2 separate regions of the Mus musculus genome follow, and region 1 is linked to region 2. Evidence: chromatin contacts called from public HiChIP or PLAC-seq data. All regions are on one chromosome and are shown on one strand. The core of a region is the stretch at or near the end of the contact, and the rest is flanking DNA. Distances in the headings are between cores, read along the strand shown. Region 1 holds the start of Rftn1 (raftlin lipid raft linker 1). Region 2 overlaps Rftn1 (raftlin lipid raft linker 1).

Region 1 (2,700 bases), core at 186-2,685, 180 kb after region 2:
TGTCACTTGAACTTCCTCAGAATCCAGCTGGTCAGAAGGTACAAATTAGGAATCCTGGCAGCCACGGGTATGCTGGGTTCAATGGCCCTACCCATGGGTTTGTAGGCCACTCACATTACACCCTGGGCTTCCTTCCTGGAAAAGGCTTATCCTGAGATGACACTCCATAGTAGCCGTTGGGAGACACCTGTTCTGACCTTAACACCACCACCCACTCCCACCCCACCTCCCTGCGCCCCTTCTGAAAACAGCTGTATGAACAGAGGGTCTGTTGCTGGGCAGTTAGGCAGCCACTCATATACAAAGATCTGTGCCAGATTCTTTTTAAAAAATAGTTTTTGTTTGTAAGCCCCTAAACAAACTCACTCACACCACCCACCGCCCACAGGGGGCAGCTGAGAGCCAGCAGCCAACAGGCATCAGGGAGCACGCGCGGGGCTAACCCTGCCCTCTGCGCGATTCTGGCCTCCAAAGACAGTGATGCCAGTAGACCTGGCGCACTCGCCTGACAGTCAGGCTTCTTTAAATACACACTCCCTCCTCCTCGCCCAGACCCCATGCCCATCCTGGTGTGCCCCATGCCTAGAAAAGTGTGTTACAACAAGGCAAGAAAAAAAATCCCCTTTTCAGAGGAGAAAAGCCCCATTTCTGGTGCCTGGGATTTAGCTCTCAGTATTTCCACCGAGTACCCTCCTGCCTGCTCTCAAGAGTCGCACACCTCTTCCCTGGGTCGAGCCCAGGTCTCCGGGTGCACGTGGGCGGTGGCAACTCCCATCTGCTCCGGGCCCAGTACCCACTAAGGCCCCGGGTCCTGACCCACCTGTAGCCTCCAAGCTCCCCTCCGCGTCCTTCTAGCAGACCTCCGCCTGCGAAGCCCAGGACCCCCAGCAGGCGACCTCTCACCCCAACGCTCTCTCGCTTGTTTGTTTTGCTTTTTTTCCCCCTCTTCATCGGGGGAAAAAAAGTTGGCCCAGAATCTGGCGTCCCATCGATCTGTCCCCATCCCCACGCGACCTGCACCAGGGGGCTCGCCTAACAGCTCCGGAGCCCCCGAGGTGCCACGAGGAGCTGTCGCCTGCTCACCCGGATCCCGGGCCAGCAGAGCCAGCGACCCAGGCCTCTGCGCGCCACCTCGCCGGCCCGCCGCACGCCCACCTACCTTAGGGGACCAGCAGCGGTGACCGTGGCGCGGGCGGAGACAGCGTGCTGTGTCCCGGGATGAAAGTTTGTGCCATGCAGAGCAGGGCGGCGCGCGGACGACGCGACCCCGGGGGTGGGGGCAGAGCGCGGGGCGCGGCCGCTCGCTTGTCGTCTGTCCCTCCGGCGCTGGCCGCACAGGTACCTCTCCAGAGCCAGTGGCCGCCGCGCTCCCGCTCGCTGCGCTCTGCGCCCTGCGCGCTCTGATTCCAGCCCCGCCGCCCCCACTCCACCCCGCGCCGCCGCCGCCGCCTCCGCCGCGCGTCCGCCCGCTACACTTCCTCTTCCTCTGAACTCATGTGCAAAATATGCTGTGCTGCATCTTCTTGGGGGAAGCCGAGCGGCCCCTGGCAGCCCCGCACGAGAGACCCGTCCGCCCCGTGCGTCGCCAGCGCCGCGCAACCGGGCTCTCCCTCCCCCTCCCCCTAACCCCACCTCTCTTTCCCAGGCTTGGGTTTTGGGACCTGCTTAGGAGAGCACCAAGGTGGCAGCCAAAATACTGGGAAGGCGACGGCCATCAACGTGCTGATTGATGGCTAGGGCGGGGAGGAGAGCTAGAAAGAGATCCATTCTGGACCCATTCCACAGGTGGGAACGTCCCCAGGCAGCTTCTGCTCCCAGGTTTATCTCTCCGAAAGTAGTGCTTGGGAAGAGAAATAGTACCACTGGCCTCAGCCTCTTTCCCGACTTTATCCAGGTATCCAAAGGTTTGAGATCCTGATGCAATTGGGTCATCTTAGCCTAGCAAAATGGATTCCCCAATGAGAATCCATAAGGCTGTTCCCTAAAACAGGGCTGCTTTACCATAGTGAAAGTGTGAAATCCTGTCTCCTTGAGGCCAGTAAAACAAAACAGAATTACCGTGCAGGGCTTGAGAGCAGGAACCCTAGAGACAAATGGTCAGGATGGATTGCTGCCTTCTGTCCTTACTTCCCAGTGACTGGGGGTGACTTTGGGCCTGTTCATCGGCCAACCAGCACTTCCTTGTGTCTTATTAAATGGAAAATGCTTGGAAGCGTTCTATAATTCTGCGATTATCGTTATTATCATCATTACCATAAGGGGCTGAGATTTAATTGATTACCCTGTTCTGGTTGGGCAAAGAAGGGTCCTTAGGCATTGGAGCTACACGCGGCAGAGGGCTGGCTGATCTAGACCCTGTGTTTTAATGAGGTCCTTCTGGTACTAGAAACATGCGCGAGGGGGGAGGCAGCACTGCCTGTTTACAGGAACTCCTCTTGTGAGAGCTACTCAGGGATTTTCTTCCCTGTGGCCCTCTCCTACTCCCCCCATCACTCTGCCCCTGAATTGTCTTTTTACTCCTCTGCCTATTTACCCACCCCATCCCGGCATTCCGCCCACTTTTCTCCACATTTCCCTATCCCTAGTTCATGTCTGGAAATAATAAGCCAGGACAGGGGTCCAGGGCACCCCAGTGTTGAACATTTATTTATGAAGTCAAAGGGAGGGAGGGTGCCTTTCCGCTAAAGATCCTGCTGAGAC
Region 2 (2,803 bases), core at 99-2,598:
TGGCACCGAAGGGAGCAACATAGATTCATTTCCCTTGTTATCTGGGAGCTGTGCACAGAAGGTGAACTGCATGCAAGCAAGTATACACTGGGCTGCTGGTGGGCTGTAGTAACTTTAGAGTGTCAGCAAGAAAGCAAAGAACCTTGGCTCTGGTCAAAGCAGGCTTCCTGGCCAGGTACATGGTAGCAGGGTGGGCTTCACTTGGAGAAGTGTACTTTTCTTAGAGTAGGGCCTGCTGGAGCCACCTGGAGCGTAGGCTAGGGAGTAATGCTGGTGGGTCTGGATGCTTTGAGCTAGGGAGCTGGGAGCGAGGCTGAGGAAATAATCTACTTTTTCAAATGGCTTTGAAAGTTTCCAGAACTGGGCACCAATGTCATCCTGGCTTCCAAGTCACCTGAATCCTGATAGGTAACAGATCTATCTGTGGTTTTCTAAACTGTGAAGATCAGACCTATGCCGTGGCGTCTACACCTTGGTCAGGCAACTGTGGCACAGACCTCAGTTGGGAACTTGCGGGAAATGTAGGTTCAAAGACCTAGTCCCACTGACCTAGGACTTCCGAAAGCATGCCAGAATCTATAGAGAGTCACTATTGCAGTCTCTGTGCCACTGAGCAAAAAAACTGCCACCCGGATAAACTCTTAGTTCCCTTCTGAAGAAAAAAAAAATGGTGCCTATAACTTTGGAGCTAAAAATCCTCGCGCTGTCATTTTCAATTGAACTGTTCTTATCACCCATAGGAAGAGAAAGGTGGCCAAGGATCTGCAGTGTCTGGGAGAATGCAGTGGCGGGGAGAATGCAGTGGCGGGGAAAGGCAGGGGGAAAGGCCAGGGCCAGAAAAGGCAGGGACCACAAAGAAACAGCCGAATTAATTTACAGGACGGGTCACGAGAGGGTCTTTGCAGCATTGCTCAAAGCCACCATCATGCCAGCCATGGCTTAGCAGGTAGTCAGCCTGACCCTCATTTCTGTTGTCCCTCAAGACATAAGGACACCTTCCTTCCAGCCCAGTACAGGTTTCCCGCTATAGCTGAAAGAAAGTCCTGTGGCTTCTGTAGCTAAAGATTCCCTAACCCCACCCTCAGCGCTCCCAGCTTCAAAGACTGGAGGGGGAAAAAAAAACAATTTAAATCCACACACTCAAGCTTTGCAAGGTTCTGATTACTTGGGCCTATCAGGGATAACCTTCCCACTTTATCAAGCACTGTGACAAGCCTACCACAATCAGACAGTAGCTATAGCAACCATGTCAAGCTTTGGCGCCTTCACAAAGGCAAAATGCAGTCTTTTCATTGGTGGCTGTAGCCAGGCCAGGTTTTTCTCGGCAGGAGCCCAGAACTGCAAGACAATGACCAACCCCTGCTGCCTGTGACCTGCGGCTCCGACAGGCCTCACCAGGGCCACTTCTATTTCACTCTGTCTTATTTCACTTTGTCACTATCTTGAAGAGAAAAAACAGCAGGAATTCTCCCAAACATGCCCTCCCTTTGCCCCTGCAAGGGTAGGAAATGTCAGCCGTGGGGCTCTGAATCACAGGGACCAAAAGGAACAGGGGACGCACAGTAAATCTACAGAGCTCGGGACATTCAAGCCTGAGTGCTAATTTCTGAGCTGTCAATCAGAGTTGATGAATAAAATACAGGCAGGAGGGGGGAGGTGCACCCGCCACGTTCCCTCCCTCTTGGGCCTTTAGGGCTGGTTTCTGTTTAATTCATGCTAAATATGGCTTTTCCATAAGCATCTATGGAGGTCACTTTGCATATTACCAATACAGTGAGATGGCCTTTCTAGAGTCAGAGGAGCCCCACCCCATCAGTTGAAGACACTTTTAACTCCATTAGCTGAGAAGGTGGCTGGAAACAGATCAGGAAGGCAGGCTGCTTTGATCTGCTTTTTTGGTGACACTCCGAGGAAGGAGAAGAAAGCACCAACAGCTCTCAAAAGCCATCCTGCTTATCCTGCTTATGAAATGAAAAGATGTCTCCTTCTGTAAGTCAGAACAAAAAACTTTAATTAACTCTCCTCTCTCCCCTGTTGGATACCTAATCTCCCGTCACACCTGGAGTGTTTAAAAAAAAAAAAAAAAAAAGAAGTGGAACATATTCTGTGTGTTTTTTTTTTTTCCTTCAACTTGTATAAAAGGAATTCATTTGTATTAATGGCCCCTTCCCTCTTTGATCCCTATTAGATTCTCCAGTGTTTGAGACTTATATCTGACATAAGCTTACCCTACCCTCCACCGACTGTTACAACAGAAGGTATAGCTTTCGAAGAAATACATTTGACCCTCTCTACAGGGAAAGGATGGGAGACCACATATTGGCCCAGTGAGAAAGTTTATAATCCGACATCAATGTGCTCTTCTTTCTTTTTTTCTCTGTAATTGCTATTAATTAAATCAAAAGTCAGACTTCGTTTTATTACAGCTTTATAAAATGTGCTCAGCGTGGGTCTTGTAACGAGCCTGGCAGAAATTGAAATATTCCAAGGAGACACATTTATTTCTTAATCTTAAAGGAAATCCCTGTCCTAAAACCAGGGCCATAAAAACAGATCCAGGGCTTTAAGAAACCTACCTGCCCACTACCCCACCTCCACCTTCCCACCCTAGTCCCCTCCCCTCCCCCCTTGCTGGGAAATCAGGCAATACCCATCCCACAGCAAGGTGCCCAGAGGAAGAAAGATAAAGGAAACTGACTTATCCCTGTCCCTGCAGTTTTCAAAAGCAGTTACAGGCCTGATATCAGGCCCCCAACTCTCTATATTCTCAACTATTACAAAACTGATCCTCAGAGCCTGCAGG

The links. HiChIP or PLAC-seq counts read pairs in DNA pulled down with a chosen protein or histone mark.
Region 1: a contact with region 2 is called in an H3K4me3 HiChIP or PLAC-seq map of forebrain, with 5 times the contacts expected there. The contact joins the promoter of Rftn1 here to the enhancer-like site in region 2. A contact is called at or near these places in 8 of 39 promoter capture datasets (the C10 cell line, the HPC-7 cell line, cranial neural crest and 5 more), 1 of 15 datasets of contacts at CTCF or cohesin (large pre-B cells), 3 of 484 Hi-C or Micro-C datasets (bone marrow-derived macrophages, embryonic fibroblasts and reprogramming fibroblasts), 15 of 115 datasets of contacts at active chromatin or transcription factors (the SCID.adh cell line, bone marrow-derived macrophages, craniofacial prominence and 11 more) and 4 of 9 other capture datasets (adipose tissue, embryonic stem cells, liver and 1 more).

Annotation. Positions count from the first base shown.
Region 1 is chr17:50,189,062-50,191,761 of GRCm38.p6, forward strand. It overlaps Rftn1 (raftlin lipid raft linker 1), which reads right to left and starts at 1,436. Exons shown (of 10, transcript NM_181397.2): 1 at 1,160-1,436.
Region 2 is chr17:50,005,568-50,008,370 of GRCm38.p6, forward strand. The region is part of intron 7 of Rftn1 (raftlin lipid raft linker 1); the gene reads right to left. Among named protein-coding and RNA genes, the nearest start is that of Gm52302, 28 kb to the right of the region's middle. Within about 2 kb of position 1,349, at least 85 of the 459 cell types and tissues checked have an H3K27ac peak or open chromatin away from gene starts, as enhancers often do. A contact at or near this core is called in craniofacial prominence, embryonic basal ganglia, embryonic forebrain and 3 more, where this site is marked.